3 separate regions of the Gossypium hirsutum genome follow, and all the other regions are linked to region 3. A link is a contact called in public Hi-C data. All regions are on one chromosome and are shown on one strand. The core of a region is the stretch at or near the end of the contact, and the rest is flanking DNA. Distances in the headings are between cores, read along the strand shown. Region 1 has its middle 31 kb from the start of LOC107950019. Region 2 holds the start of LOC107950534. Region 3 holds the start of LOC121215338 (putative disease resistance protein RGA1).

Evidence for each region. A called contact is a pair of places that touch in the nucleus more often than the background predicts.
Region 1: a Hi-C map of leaf shows a contact between it and region 3, with 3 times the contacts expected there. The contact joins the enhancer-like site here to the promoter of LOC121215338 in region 3. A contact is called at or near these places in 2 of 34 Hi-C or Micro-C datasets (both in leaf).
Region 2: a contact with region 3 is called in a Hi-C map of leaf, with 2.6 times the contacts expected there. The contact joins the promoter of LOC107950534 here to the promoter of LOC121215338 in region 3. A contact is called at or near these places in 3 of 34 Hi-C or Micro-C datasets (callus and leaf).

Annotation. Positions count from the first base shown.
Region 1 is chrD03:9,095,741-9,100,165 of Gossypium_hirsutum_v2.1, reverse strand. No RefSeq gene overlaps it. Among protein-coding and RNA genes, the nearest start is that of LOC107950019, 31 kb to the right of the region's middle. Within about 2 kb of position 2,540, at least 4 of the 9 cell types and tissues checked have an H3K27ac peak or open chromatin away from gene starts, as enhancers often do. A contact at or near this core is called in leaf, where this site is marked.
Region 2 is chrD03:9,166,483-9,170,883 of Gossypium_hirsutum_v2.1, reverse strand. It overlaps LOC107950534, which reads left to right and starts at 2,575. Exons shown (of 7, transcript XM_016885403.2): 1 at 2,575-3,100; 2 at 3,695-3,796; 3 at 4,085-4,199. The coding sequence starts at 2,976.
Region 3 is chrD03:9,340,268-9,344,746 of Gossypium_hirsutum_v2.1, reverse strand. It overlaps LOC121215338 (putative disease resistance protein RGA1), which reads left to right and starts at 1,822. Exons shown (of 2, transcript XM_041089725.1): 1 at 1,822-2,706; 2 at 2,794-3,060. The coding sequence starts at 1,822. The coding sequence ends at 2,688. LOC121215339 (a long non-coding RNA gene) reads right to left here and starts at 1,367. Exons shown (of 2, transcript XR_005911156.1): 1 at 692-1,367; 2 at 1-575.

The sequences.
Region 1 (4,425 bases), core at 1,291-3,790, 250 kb after region 3:
GTTGTTATGTCAATTGATAATTGAAAGCCATGAATAATTGATTTTTGGAATGGAAAATGCTTTTGGAAATTAAATTGACATGTTAATTATATTGGCTGACAATTGGTGAATGATTGATTGTGAATTAAGCATGAATTGGATGTTGATTTACTAGTCATTTTTATTAACATTCGCTAAGCTTTTTAAAGTTCACACCCTCACATTCATGCAGATAATTGTCAGGATTGAGGAGCTGAGGAGCCAAGCAAGGGAGTTCCAAGAGACTTAGGCTTGGTAGAGACTTTATTACACATTTTAGAGATTGTAATTGGGCATTGTGGTACTCCCGAGAATTAGTTTGATTTTGGTTGTAATTAGACTTCGGACATTGAACATTTATTTGGGATGGTTTTATAATAATTTTGAGGCATGTTTGAGTTTAATTATTGGATGATTTACGGTGTATTGTTACTTGATAACACGGTGATTGATAACATGGTGTGTGGAGCATGGAATTTATACTAACAATTGTTTAATTGAAGCTTCCATGGAGTGGTTTACTAGCGACTAAGGTAAACCACTTGTTAGATTTATTCGGTGTTTGATGTGCATGAAATTGATTGCCAAATTCTATTTAATTAAGGCTTAATTGATGTCAATAAATTCAATTGAAGGTCTATGTATATGTATGTTAGTTAATCATAATTAAATCGGGTTAATTTGACCAATAAAATATGTAAAATCGGGTTTTAAAATGAGTTTTTCTCGAAAATAGGTGCAGTGGTTTTCACACGGGCATGTGCTTGTCCACACGGGCTTGTGAGGGGTTGCACACGGGCGTGTGGAAACTGGAGCTATCACACACGGGTGTTTGGGATTCCCACACGGGCATGTGCAATCTGCCTAGAATTTTTTCACGACACGAACAAGGGTATTTAATGACACATGGTCTGGGGGACACGGCCGTGTGGGTTTTTGGGGGTTTGAATTTTTTATCTTTTTAAATTGGTATTTTGATTTGTTTAAGTTCTAATTTAGTCTTGAAAGTTTATTAGTCTACTTAGATCTCTAAGATGATAAGGAAACTTGGTAAAATTTTAGGATTAGTCTCGTAAAGGGTAAATTTTGATAGAAACACAATTTGTAATTCAGAATAGGTCCTGATAGTTTGTATGGTTACAATTTAGTCCCTAATAATAAAACTTGAATTAGACACAGCAAACAAACTCAATTTAAATTAAAATTTTTAGGCTTGCATAATTTTGACTAAAAGACGATCGGTAAACATTTAGATCTAAAACCAAGTTAGTTTTACCATAGGTGGTAAAATGACGGAAATGCCCTTAGGTTAAATTACCTAAAAATAGTTTAAAATGGGCTCATAATTTGCGTCCGTATTAATAAATAACTACTTAGATAAAATTGAGGTGTTATAAGGTCAGGGTGTGTCTTGAGTGGTCGTTAGCCGGAGAGTCACTTAAGTGACTAATGTAATGTTTCGAATTCAGGTCGGTCCGTCTTGGTCGGGTTTGGGGTGTGACAAAACTAGTTAGCAAAACAAGATTAGTTGGCCTATCGATGATGCCACATGTAATATGAAGTAACCTACAAATATGTTTCAACCAGTTTCATTCTATTTTGGGTGATAACATTTGTCACTTTCCACAACATTTGGAAATTTCCATTTTCATGAAAGCATGGATGAAGCGGTGCTTTGGAATGGTACCCACGAAAGTAAAAGTAAAACTTTGAACATTCTTCAAAAAGGAATAGAAGGCAAGCATAGGAATAGAAAATTTTCCATTTGCCATTTCCGATAAGGGTTTGACTTTGTTTCCAAAATTTAGAATTGGGTAGGTGTGGTTTAGAAACATTGGTAGCAAAGATTTGAATATGTGATAAGGTATTTGGGGAATAAGGAATTAGAAAGTGAAATTGAGGATTAGGGATTTGACAAGTTGGGGGTTTGATGAAATTGGGGAGAATGTTGAATTATATTTAAATGACTAGGCGATTATGAGCGCTAGAGCTACTAAGGGTAGTGAAGAATTAACTATCTGATAAGGTATTTGGGGATTAGGTAATTGGAAAGTGTAATAAGAGATTAGGGATTCGACAACTTGGAAGGTTGATGAAATGGGTGACTGAATTTGATTTGAATGACCAGCGAACTATGAGCATTAGATCTAATGAGGCGGGATTTTCAAAAAATAATGAAGTAAAGGATGAAGAATTAGATAGGCACCATGAATTCGATGGATTTTTTAATGGTAAAGATGCACCAGAAATAACAATGATAGATGTTCAAGGTAGGGAGTTTAAGTCATTATCTAAAGCAATCTTATTTTACAATTTTCTTTTTTTTTTTTTGTAAAAAGACCTAAGGGTCAAACTCAATTTATTGAATCACTAATAACAAAATCATGGATATCCATAGAATAATCCATGTCAAAAGTCCAATTACAATTATTTTTAATAGCCTGTTTGCAAAGAAAAGCCGCAATCCTATTATAGCTGCGGTTGGCCCAATTGAAAATGACCGAATTAAAATTTTCCAATTCCTTGCAGACCGTAGCCCAACATGGTAATATCCTTGCCACGTTTTTTCACCTTGTTAACCAAGCTGACACGGTTTGATTCGAAAATCACTTTAGAAATATTAAGGGAGAAAGCAAACTTCAAACTCTCTTCAAAAGCATAAAGCTCCACCCATGCAGCTAACATTTCAACATCTTTGAAGCCTCCACCCTCCAAGTACGAAACCATCGGAGTCACGTGCAATCACCCAATATCCAATCTTATTATTAGACACAGCGGCATCAAAGTTAATTTTCACAAAACCGCGCGGAGGTTTCACCCAGTTTTTAGTAGCAGGAGTAACAGGCAGCAGCGGCTTGTTAACCAAGTTATGAGTACGAAAATCTTGGCAAAGGGTTATTGCTCTATCCCAGACCACCCTCACATCTTCCTCCTTGCCCTTAAAGACAAAGTTATTGTGATTGTTCCAGCTGTTCCAAGCGTTGTAATGCAGTCGGCAACCGCTTTCATATCCAAAACACGCATGACGTCCTCGATCCAGTCGATGCATTGTGAATACTCTCTAATGAGGAGCCTATTGTAAAGGCCACCAAGAGCAAGAATGGCGCGAGTGGTGGGGCAATCTTTCAGGGCATGATTATGGGTTTCCACCTCGCACCGCACCTAGGACACTCTTTTCTAAAATCCTAACGAATAGAAGAAATCTTAGCATACTTAGGAAGAATGCCATAACTCACCCACCAGCAAAAAACACGGATCTTGGGCAATGTATTCAGCTTTCAGATTGTTTTCCAGAAGAATCTATGAGGGCCAAAGCCCACCTGCTTGAGGAGAAGCCACGAATAAGCTGACTTAGAGGTATTGAAACCGTGGGGGGTTATGAAACCACACCTTTCTGTCATTCGGACCTTTTGCAATAATTAGAATTTTACAAATTTGGTCCCCCATACTATTACCATAAAGCTCATGCACCCTTTCTTTGTTCCAGCACGTGTAGTTATTGTTCCAAAGGTCTTTCACTTTTCGTTCATGGAAAGTCAGAATAGTGGAGCAAAACGAATCACCATTTAAACCCTTAAAACCCCAATTATCTTTACAAATTTCGATGCTGTTGCCGTCGCCCATATGCCAACCGAAATCATTCACGAGGGTTTTAGTAGCAGTAGCAATACTGATCCAAGTGTACGTTGGCTTGTCTATACATTTAGGGCGAAAGATATCTCCATCAGGGAAGTACTTTGAACTTAACACATGATAGCACAAAGTATCTTTACAAGTAAGAAGTCTCCAAACTTGTCTGCCTAAGAGAGCCAAGTTGAAAAGAAGAAGATCCCGAAAGCCGAGGCCGTTCATGCCTTCGGGAAAGCAGACTCTGTCCCAAGTGAGCATTGACCAGCTCTGACCTCTATCTTTACCATTCCACCACATACGATTAATTTTGAATTGTAAGTCTTCAATGATGCCTCTGGGAGCAAGGAAAACTGAAAAAGCGTAAGTTGGAATGGATTGAAGTATAGATTTAATGAAAATTTCTTTACCCCTACAAGATAGGAGCCTCTTAGACCAACTGTTAATCTTGCAAGAAATACGGTTAGTAATACTTTGAAAGGTCATAGACTTTTTCTTCCCAACGAGGAGGGGTAAGCCAAGGTAATTATCGAGCTTGTCAACCACTCTCATTCTAAGTAAGTCACCATATTGTTGATGTTGGTTCATAGGAGTGTTCGGGCTAAAAAAACACCATAGATTTGTCAAGATTAATGCTTTGGCCCGAGATTTGTGCAAAGTCACTAAGGATATTCAAAAAGGCCTCCACTTCAGTTTTTTCTTTTTGTTCCTGACAAATAGAAGAGCATCATCGACAAAAAAACAAGTGGTTAATACTAGGGCCGTTTTGGCTAGCCCGAA
Region 2 (4,401 bases), core at 1,326-3,825, 170 kb after region 3:
AGGTGGTTTAGGTGTGGTTTGTGAATCGAACAACTTACCTCCAATGAATTAGGAGTTTCGAAGGACTGCCGTGACTGTTTGGGTAAGTAATTGAACACCCAAAAGGCTAATTTTCAGTTTATTAAGGCGTATGTTAGTGATTGTGACCAAATGAGTTATTTGGAAATCAGTAAATCATTACAAAAATTAGTTGTTTAAATGTTATTTTTAGGTTCTGAATATCTCGTGCTTGAATTCGCATAAGAAATTATCCAAGTGTCTGACTCGAACTCGTAAAAATAACGAACGGCAAAAAGCAAAAAACCCCACTATCGATGTCACACAGCTGTGTGAGCTAGACAGTCGTGTGCCAGACCGTATGAGCCACATGACTGTGTGCCAGACCATATGAGCCACACAACCGTGTGCCCACACAATCTTGGTTGTTTGGGCCCTATGGGCCCATTTTCTGAGAATTGTCACTTAGGGGCAATTTGATCTGTGATTCGTATTTAAACTCTTTGTAGGGTCCATATTGCTTAGATAAGACTTGAAAACATGATATCTGTTAGTATGCTTCTGTATACGATATGATTAAGGTATGTGAATTATATATGTATGATCTGTGCACTGACAATTCTGAAAGCATGATTACATACGAAAAGTATGCATGACATTTGTATATTGAATTTCTATTAGTACGTACATTTACATTGGGTTTGGATGTGATATGACGGAGGAAGTGTTGGCATTTTAATTATCTGCCTTATTTGGTGGTTTAAAACCACATATATCTGTTCTGGTGACTCAACCATATATATATGTTACTGGCGGTTTATCGCATATTATTAATTGGTAGCTTGACTGCACTACTTCTGAAAAGTGACATACGCTCACTTATTGGTGTATGGGGTTGAATGGGTACTTGATACCCTAATTGGTGTGTAGAGATGGACGGAGATGGTGTGTAGCGGATGGGGGTAGGGTCTGATTCTGCATCTGCTTCTGTTAATGAAAATATCTCTAATTTGTATCTGAGCATAAATTGAAATACTATCTGTTAATTTATATGTGTATGATTTGTTGTTTGAGATGTGTTACACACTAAGCCGTAAGCTCACTTTCTGTTTGTTTTTCTCTTAGGTAACCAACAGACTTAGGACGAATCGGTGTGGCGGAAGCTCGGTTAAAAATTGTTGGTTTTTTTTAATTATTTTGTTCAGTTTAAATATTATTTTCCATTGGATTGTTTTTAGACTTTTGAGGACTGATTATATTTTAGATTTTATTTTTCGTTTTGAACTACTTTAATGTTTTAGATTATTTTAATTCAAACTGCAATGCACTAAACTTCAAAGCCAAATTATGATTTTCAAAACTCTATTTTAACTTTCGCTACAAAAAATAAGTAATTTTATGTGTGTTTTTTTTGGAATTTAAATGAAGTAACCGGATAAGATAACAGTGTTAATTCCTCAGGATTCGGTCATAACGTCTAGGCTGGGTATGAGGTGTTACAAAAACACTAACAGTGTTAATTTTTTTGTTATGCTACAAAAATATAATCAGTGTTAGAGGAAATTCATGTAAAAAAAGTAGGAATTGAGCTATGCTTAACGAATTAATATTAAATAAGAAAAAAAATAGTTTTAAAAAATCAAATGAAAAGAAACTCACTATTTTCAATTAATAAAATAATTAATTAATTAAATAAAACTAAAAGTAATTGAACATATAAAATACTAAAAAATATCATATCATGTGTCATATGTTGGTCATACATTGATTATTTTTGCTACCTCATAAAAAAATAACATTGTTAGTATATTGGAGTAATTTGTAAAATGTTTGACAAATTCAAGTACCAAACCGAACAAAAAAAAGATTACATGCCAAATTAAGAAAAAGAGTCAAGTTCAGGTATCAAATTGGACCCCAAAAAAGATTAAGTATCAACTTAAGAAAAAATGTCAAGTTTAGGTACCAAATTAGGAAAAAGTGTCAAGTTTGGATATGAAATTGGACAAAAAAAGTTTAAGTACCAAATTAGGAAAAATGTCAATTTCAAGTATCAAATAGTATATTAAGCCAATTTTTTTATTATATGATATTGAATCTTCTATGCTAAGATAATCATAAAAGCAAAGAAAAATCCTGGTAATTAATTAATTTTATCTTCCATTCCAAACAAAGCTCATGTTTTTTTCATTACTTTTTCCCAAACGAAGAGCAAATAATTAATTTAATTAATTGTAATTATTTTTTCCTCAGGTTTATATTATCAAAACAAGTTTAAGTTTCGTTATTTGAGTTGATTTCGTTAAGGATAATCTCAAAACATAAAATAAAATTTTAAAATCTATATGGAGATTAAATTAATTAATTTTATTATTATAGTAACAAATTAGTTGACATTATTAATGGATAAAAAAATTCAATAATTTATTGGCTGAAAGATTAAAAAAACCCTTAATAAAAAAATAAAAATACAATTAAGCTTTAGAAAAAAAAAACCATCCTATTGAACATTTATTATCCAAAAAAAATCGACTCGACCTTTCTTTTTATTCTTTTCAGCTTCATGGTTATCGATCTATTCGAGCTTAACATAGCGATTTAACTATTGTGTGATAAATGAAAGCGACCAAATTGCAAGGAATTAATTTTAAGTGAACAAAAATAAAAAAAAACCCCTTAAGTTAGGTGACCAACTAGCTAGAATAAAGAAACATTGTTTTCCTGCTTAGTGGTTAAGGTGTTAAGCTGGTCCGGTGGTCTGCCCTTTCTTTCCTAACAGAGAAGCGGTAGTCAACACGGCGTTGCTTTTACTCCCACGTTAAAATCCCATCAATTTTTATTTCTAAAGAAAGAAGAGAAGATAAGAAGGAAATAGGATCCTGTGGCTGTGGCGTTTGTTTGTGTTGGAACTTCCAATTTCATTTTCATTTTCAAGTTTTATATTTTACGGCGGAAAAATTAGAATAAAGGAGTCCACCATGTGGGTGGAGATCATCTGTGGACTTGTCTTTTACCGCTTGTTCCGCCGCTTCTTCTACGGCTCCGACGACGTTTTGGAGTTCGAAACCTCTGATTTTGATGCTACTTTCTCCGTCGCCAATAGGTGCTACTTTTACTCTTTCAACATTTTTCTATTTTCATGATTTTCTAATAAATTCCCCCCCCCCCCGAAAAAAAAAGAGCGATACTTTCTTGATTTTAGTAGAGCTTGTTTCTGAGCTGAGCTTGATTGTGCAAGTATTAGGTTGTTAAGGTTTGTTTGGTTTCATGGAGAATTGAATTCTTAGAAAGAGTTTTGAAGTAGTGTTTACGAATGGAAAAAATGTTGTGAATTGACACTTCTTTTGCTGTTGCTTTTATCAACTTGCTATTGGGCTTTGTGAGTGAAAAGGATTAATGCGTTTGAATGTGAAGAATTAAAAATTGATTTTCAGATCTTTTGAATAACGAAGTCCATGATTTTACTGTTATATGGAGCGGGATTTTGTGTTAATTCTCTCTCTCTTTTGTGTAGCACAAATCAAGTAGCAGAAGCAACAATCAAACATAGTCTTAGGTTATTTTATTAGCTTATTTGGGACCAAAATTGACATTAATGCTAAATTTAAAACGGAGTATTTTGGTAAGCTTTAAGTGGCCGTAATCAAATCCTTCCACTCCTCAACTAATTGCTTCTTTTGATGCATCTTCATTGTAGACTTGAAAAGCTTTATGGTGGAAAGGTGTATGTGGGGCTTCACATTCCGGATGTCAACACTGGCTCTCGACAGAATATCGATATTGTTCTTGTTACTAAAAGGTAAGGTGTTTATGCTTTGCCAGCTTCATTGCATTTGCATTGAGTATGTTTTAGTAGCTATTAGTTATATATATTTTATAAAAGCTATAATTGGCTTGTTTAAATTGCGTACAAAGATGCTAATATCATTGAGAATGAGATTTTTAGTATTTTAAAATTCTTTTTCTTATTTCTCATCTCTGTTTAATGTTGCAAAGATAAGATTATGTAATCACTGGAGTTACCGTTTATGTAAATTTTCTGGTGCTTTTTTATTTTACTTCTTGAAATTTTGATCCATATGTGCAGAGAAGCAGCAGTTATTTCTGTCCAGAATCTAGCAGGGTTCATTTCTATACATGAGGATGGTAGCTGGACCTGTGAAGGTGGCAGTAGCCAAAGTGCAGTGTGTAGTCCTGATCCCGTAAGTCACCATATCTACTTCTTCAGGAACTCTATGTGTATTGCATGTTTGCATGTTTGTTGTGGGGAGGGTGAATATTGATTGTCATAAAGGCTTTTCTGATGGGTTGTATTCTCAGTGTCATGATGCATATTAATTGCATTTATTTTCTGAGTTCTCACTCTTCTCTGTATTACCAGACATCTTTTATTGACAAGCACCT
Region 3 (4,479 bases), core at 573-3,072:
TGTGCCATAGTAGGATTAGCTAGGAGAACAGGAATGTCATAATCTTTTTCCACTGCTTCCCAAATACCAAAGCTTCCATATATGCCTCCACACGAACTGCCTAAACTTGGTAGTTGTCTCCATCAAACATTGGTGGAGAAATTGAAGAAAAACTAGAACCTGCTTCAACATCCATAACTCAACACCCTCACACACATACAGATCCCTTAAGAATAAAGCTCTGATATCAATTGTAACAATTCAAAGGAAATAAAACATAAAACCAAAAAAATGGATGAAGGTTATTCAATTTCATTCAGCAAACATTCAGTATTTATAATAAAATAAAATCAACATCAACATCCCACTTTCTCCTAAACTTAAGCAACATGCAAAATAACTAACTACTAAAAAAACTAAAATAAATGTTGATATATTTCAATCCTGAAGTAGTTTCATAACAAAACCCACTTATTTTTTTGATTTAAGATGACCCACAAGATTAAGCAACTCAATCAGAATTTTCATGAGATTACTGTATTGAGAAATAGTCTTCATGTCGTTGACAAACATGATGGCCGAAGTCATGACCTGCGCTGGGACAGGGAAACAATATTTTTTGTGCTAACATCAGAGGTCATTGGCAGAGATGAAGAGAAAAAAAGAATTGTAAAGATGTTAACGCAGGATGATGCAGCGAAGGAAGACATACCCGTCCTTCCCATAGTTGGAATCAGAGGTCTGGGGAAGACCGCCCTTACCAAACTAGTTTTCAATGATGCAACTGTAGATGCTCACTTTGAGTTGAAACAATGGGTGTGTGTTTTCGTTGACTTTGATCTAAAAGGATTAATGGTAAAAATCATTAAATCTGGAAATAGTGGCGATGGAGACCTTGGAAGTAGGGATTTGGAGCAATTATAGGAGGCATTACAGGAGTGCTTGAATGGTAAAAAGTATTTGCTGATTTTAGATAATGTCTGGAATGAAGATAACAGAAAGTGGGTGGAATTCAAAAATTTATTAGCGGGAGGAGCTAGCGGAAGAAGAATTGTAGTCACCACTCGGAGTAACCGAGTTGCAGAGATCACAGGCACAATCCCCTGCCACTATTTGAAAGCTTTTCCTTATGAAAAATCTTTATCCTTGTTTCTCAAATTTGCTTTCAAGAAAGGGAAAGAGAAACAACATCCAAACCTTGTGAAAATTGGGCAAGCAATTATGAAGAAATGCCAAGGGATTCCTCTAGTAGTGAAGGAATTGAGGAGTTTGCTTTTCTTCAAAACTTCAGAGCAAGAGTGGACACTTGTCAGAGATAGTGAAAGGTGGAAATTAATGGAGAAAGATAATGAAATATTTTCTATTATGAAATTAAGTTGTGATCAACTGTCTCCTCAGCTGAAGCAATGTTTTGCTTATTGCTCACTCTATCCAAATGATTATTGCTTTAATGAGTTTAACTTAATCGCATTTTGGATGGCTGACGGTCTTCTTGAATCCCCTAGTAAAAATGAAAATCCGTATGATATTGGTATGTAGTATTTGAATGAGTTGTTGTCGGGATCTTTCTTTCAAGATTATGATGAGGGATATATTTTTGATACTTTTAAGATGCATCATCTTTTCCATGATCTTGCATTATCAGTGTCAAAGAATGAGTGTTGTGTAGTCAACTCCTTTGAGGAAAATACTGCCTTTGGGATTCGACATATGTGGCTTATTAACTTCAACCAAAATCCCTCTGAATTCCTTAATAGATTTGGCCATTTGCGTTCACTCAAGCTTCCCGATTTCGACAAATCCTTCATTGAAACATGTCTAAAAAGGTTCTAATGTTTGCGAATGCTTGATCTTTCTGAGTTTACTCTCCAAGTATTGCCTAAATGGATTGGTTATTTGAAGCATTTAAGGTTTCTCGACCTTTCTAACTGTCCCAACATCAAGAAACTTCCCAACTCCCTTTGTGAGTTGTACAAATTACAAACTTTGAATTTTCATGGTTGTGGCCAAATTGAAGAGCTGCCTAAGTATATGAGGTACATGGTCAGTCTCAATTTTTTATCATTAACCACACAACAACAGGATCTTGGTGGTAATGGTTTACAACACTTGAAATCACTTCAACTTTTAGTTATTTATGGCTGTCCCAATCTGAAATATTTGTTTCAAGAGATTCAGGAACTCACATCCCCGAATACACTGGTTATTGCTGCTTGCAAAAACTTGGTATCATTGCCACTTGGTTTGGAAAATCTAACTGCATTACAATATCTAATTATTACGGATTGCGAACAGCTTGATTTGAGTAGGACACAAGGATTCCAAGAGAAAATAGAAAAAGTAGAAGAAGATGGTTTCAGCCTTCTATCATTGGGCATTGTAAACTTACCTAAGCTGGGGGCTTTACCCCAATGGCTTCTACGAGGGTCCGCAAACACCTTAAAGAATCTAACCATTGCAGACTGTGTAAACCTCACAACTTCAGTAGAGTGGCACAATCTCACATCACTTGAAAAACTTGCCATCATCCACTGCCCACAACTGTTAAGTTTGCCAAATAACATGCAACGCCTCAAGCAATTGAAGATTGAATATTGTCCTCTTTTAAGTCAAAGATGCCAACAAGGAACCGGTATGGATTGGCTCAACATTGCTCATGCCTCTTTTATTGTTTTGGATGGCAATGCAATTTCAGCTAATGATAATTGATCAGCCCCACCATTCTTTGTAAGACTTGATTTCTTTTTATTGAAAGATGTTGGTGAACTTAGTATTGTTTAGAAGATTTCATAATTCCTTGTTATTGAATGGCAGGGGAATTGGTGGTTATACCAAAGTATTGTCGATGCAAATCCCAAAAGTTGAGCAGGAGAGGTGTTGTTGGCTTCCAACGTCTCCTTATTGTTAGGTTGTAATATAGATTAAGCTATTTGTGCTTTGATGTTTTATTTAAAGACTGTCTGTATTTCCTTTTTGCTGATTGTTACTCGGTTTGTATATTTGGAATTGGATTTAAGATTTGGCTGCTGCTTTTCTATTGAATTTAAGGTTCATATCCTTGAAAGGGTTGAACTTATTTCACATTGGGGTTTGAAGTTTCTTTTTGTCTAAGTTAATCTCTTAACTTAACAATTGTTTTACCATTCCGCTTGAGCTTTCTTTTATTCAAGTTAGCCACTGATATTTACATTTAAAAAAAGTTGGACCAAAAACAATCCAGGTTTTAATGTGGAAAAAATTGTCAAATTTAAAAACTAATTAGAAAAAAAGGGTTAAAATCCCAATATAAAAATTAACTAGTTCAAGCTTAAAAAAAATAAGTTGAGGAATGTTTGTTTATTCATTTGAACGACATTGTATATGTCTAGTCATGCAATGTGTTATATATATATATATATTTACTGGATGTTTATTACTAATTTTTTTTATAATGTACAATTAAGAGGTTAGTACACACGCACCCACTTTAAGGGTGTCTAAAGGGAACTATTCAAATAAAGACTTATCATTACTCCTTCAAAAGTTCGAACCCAAGTAAGTTCTAAAATTAATAGCTCTTGATTATCAAGTCAATCACGGAAGTTTATTACTTCCTTTTATTAATTGTATTTTCATTATTTTCTTTTATTGTTTGGTTTGAATTCTGATTTTGCTACGTTTTTTTTTCTTTTAGGCTAAAATGTGTCAATTAATTTGCTTTAGAGAATTTTCTAGCTTATATCTATAATTGTATAATATATATAAAAGCAGAAGGAATTTTTGAATGGATAGGAATATCCTTAATTCTTTATCATATTAATAAATTGATATCTAAAAATAATTATAATATTTAATTTAAAAAATTAGCTTAAAATAGGAGTAATAATTATACATTTAAAAATAATTATAATTTAATAAAAATTATGATAATTACATATTTAAAAATAATTATAATTTAATTTACCGTTATCATTTAAAAGAAGTTTGATGTAAACAAAATGTTGTTAATTTTAAAATAAAAGTATTACTTAAATAGAATTCTAAGTATAAAATATAAAAAAAGTTGTGATAATTATAATTTAATTTACAATTATTAGTTAAAAGAAATTATAACTTAAATTTGATATTTAAAAAGTAATTTTTTTATTTAAAATAGTTGTGCTAATATTATTTATATAAAATAAAGTTATTAAATGAATAGAACTCTAAGCATCTTAATTACCACTTATTTAGTATTAGGCTTATATACCAATTAAAATTTAATTTTAGCTTTATAATTAACATTTAGTAGTTAGGTATATACAATCAATTAATAACTAAGAAAAAGTAATGGTAAAAAAATGAAGATTGTTAGCAATAATAAGTTAGAATTATATAAAAAAATGAAACATTAAAACAATGATTCTTCGAAAATGAAATATTGAATCATATTTTGAACAATAATGGCATCGAAGAGAGATAATGTTAGATTAATTGATGATGAGGCAATATAATATTTTGATATTATTTTTAATTTTTTTT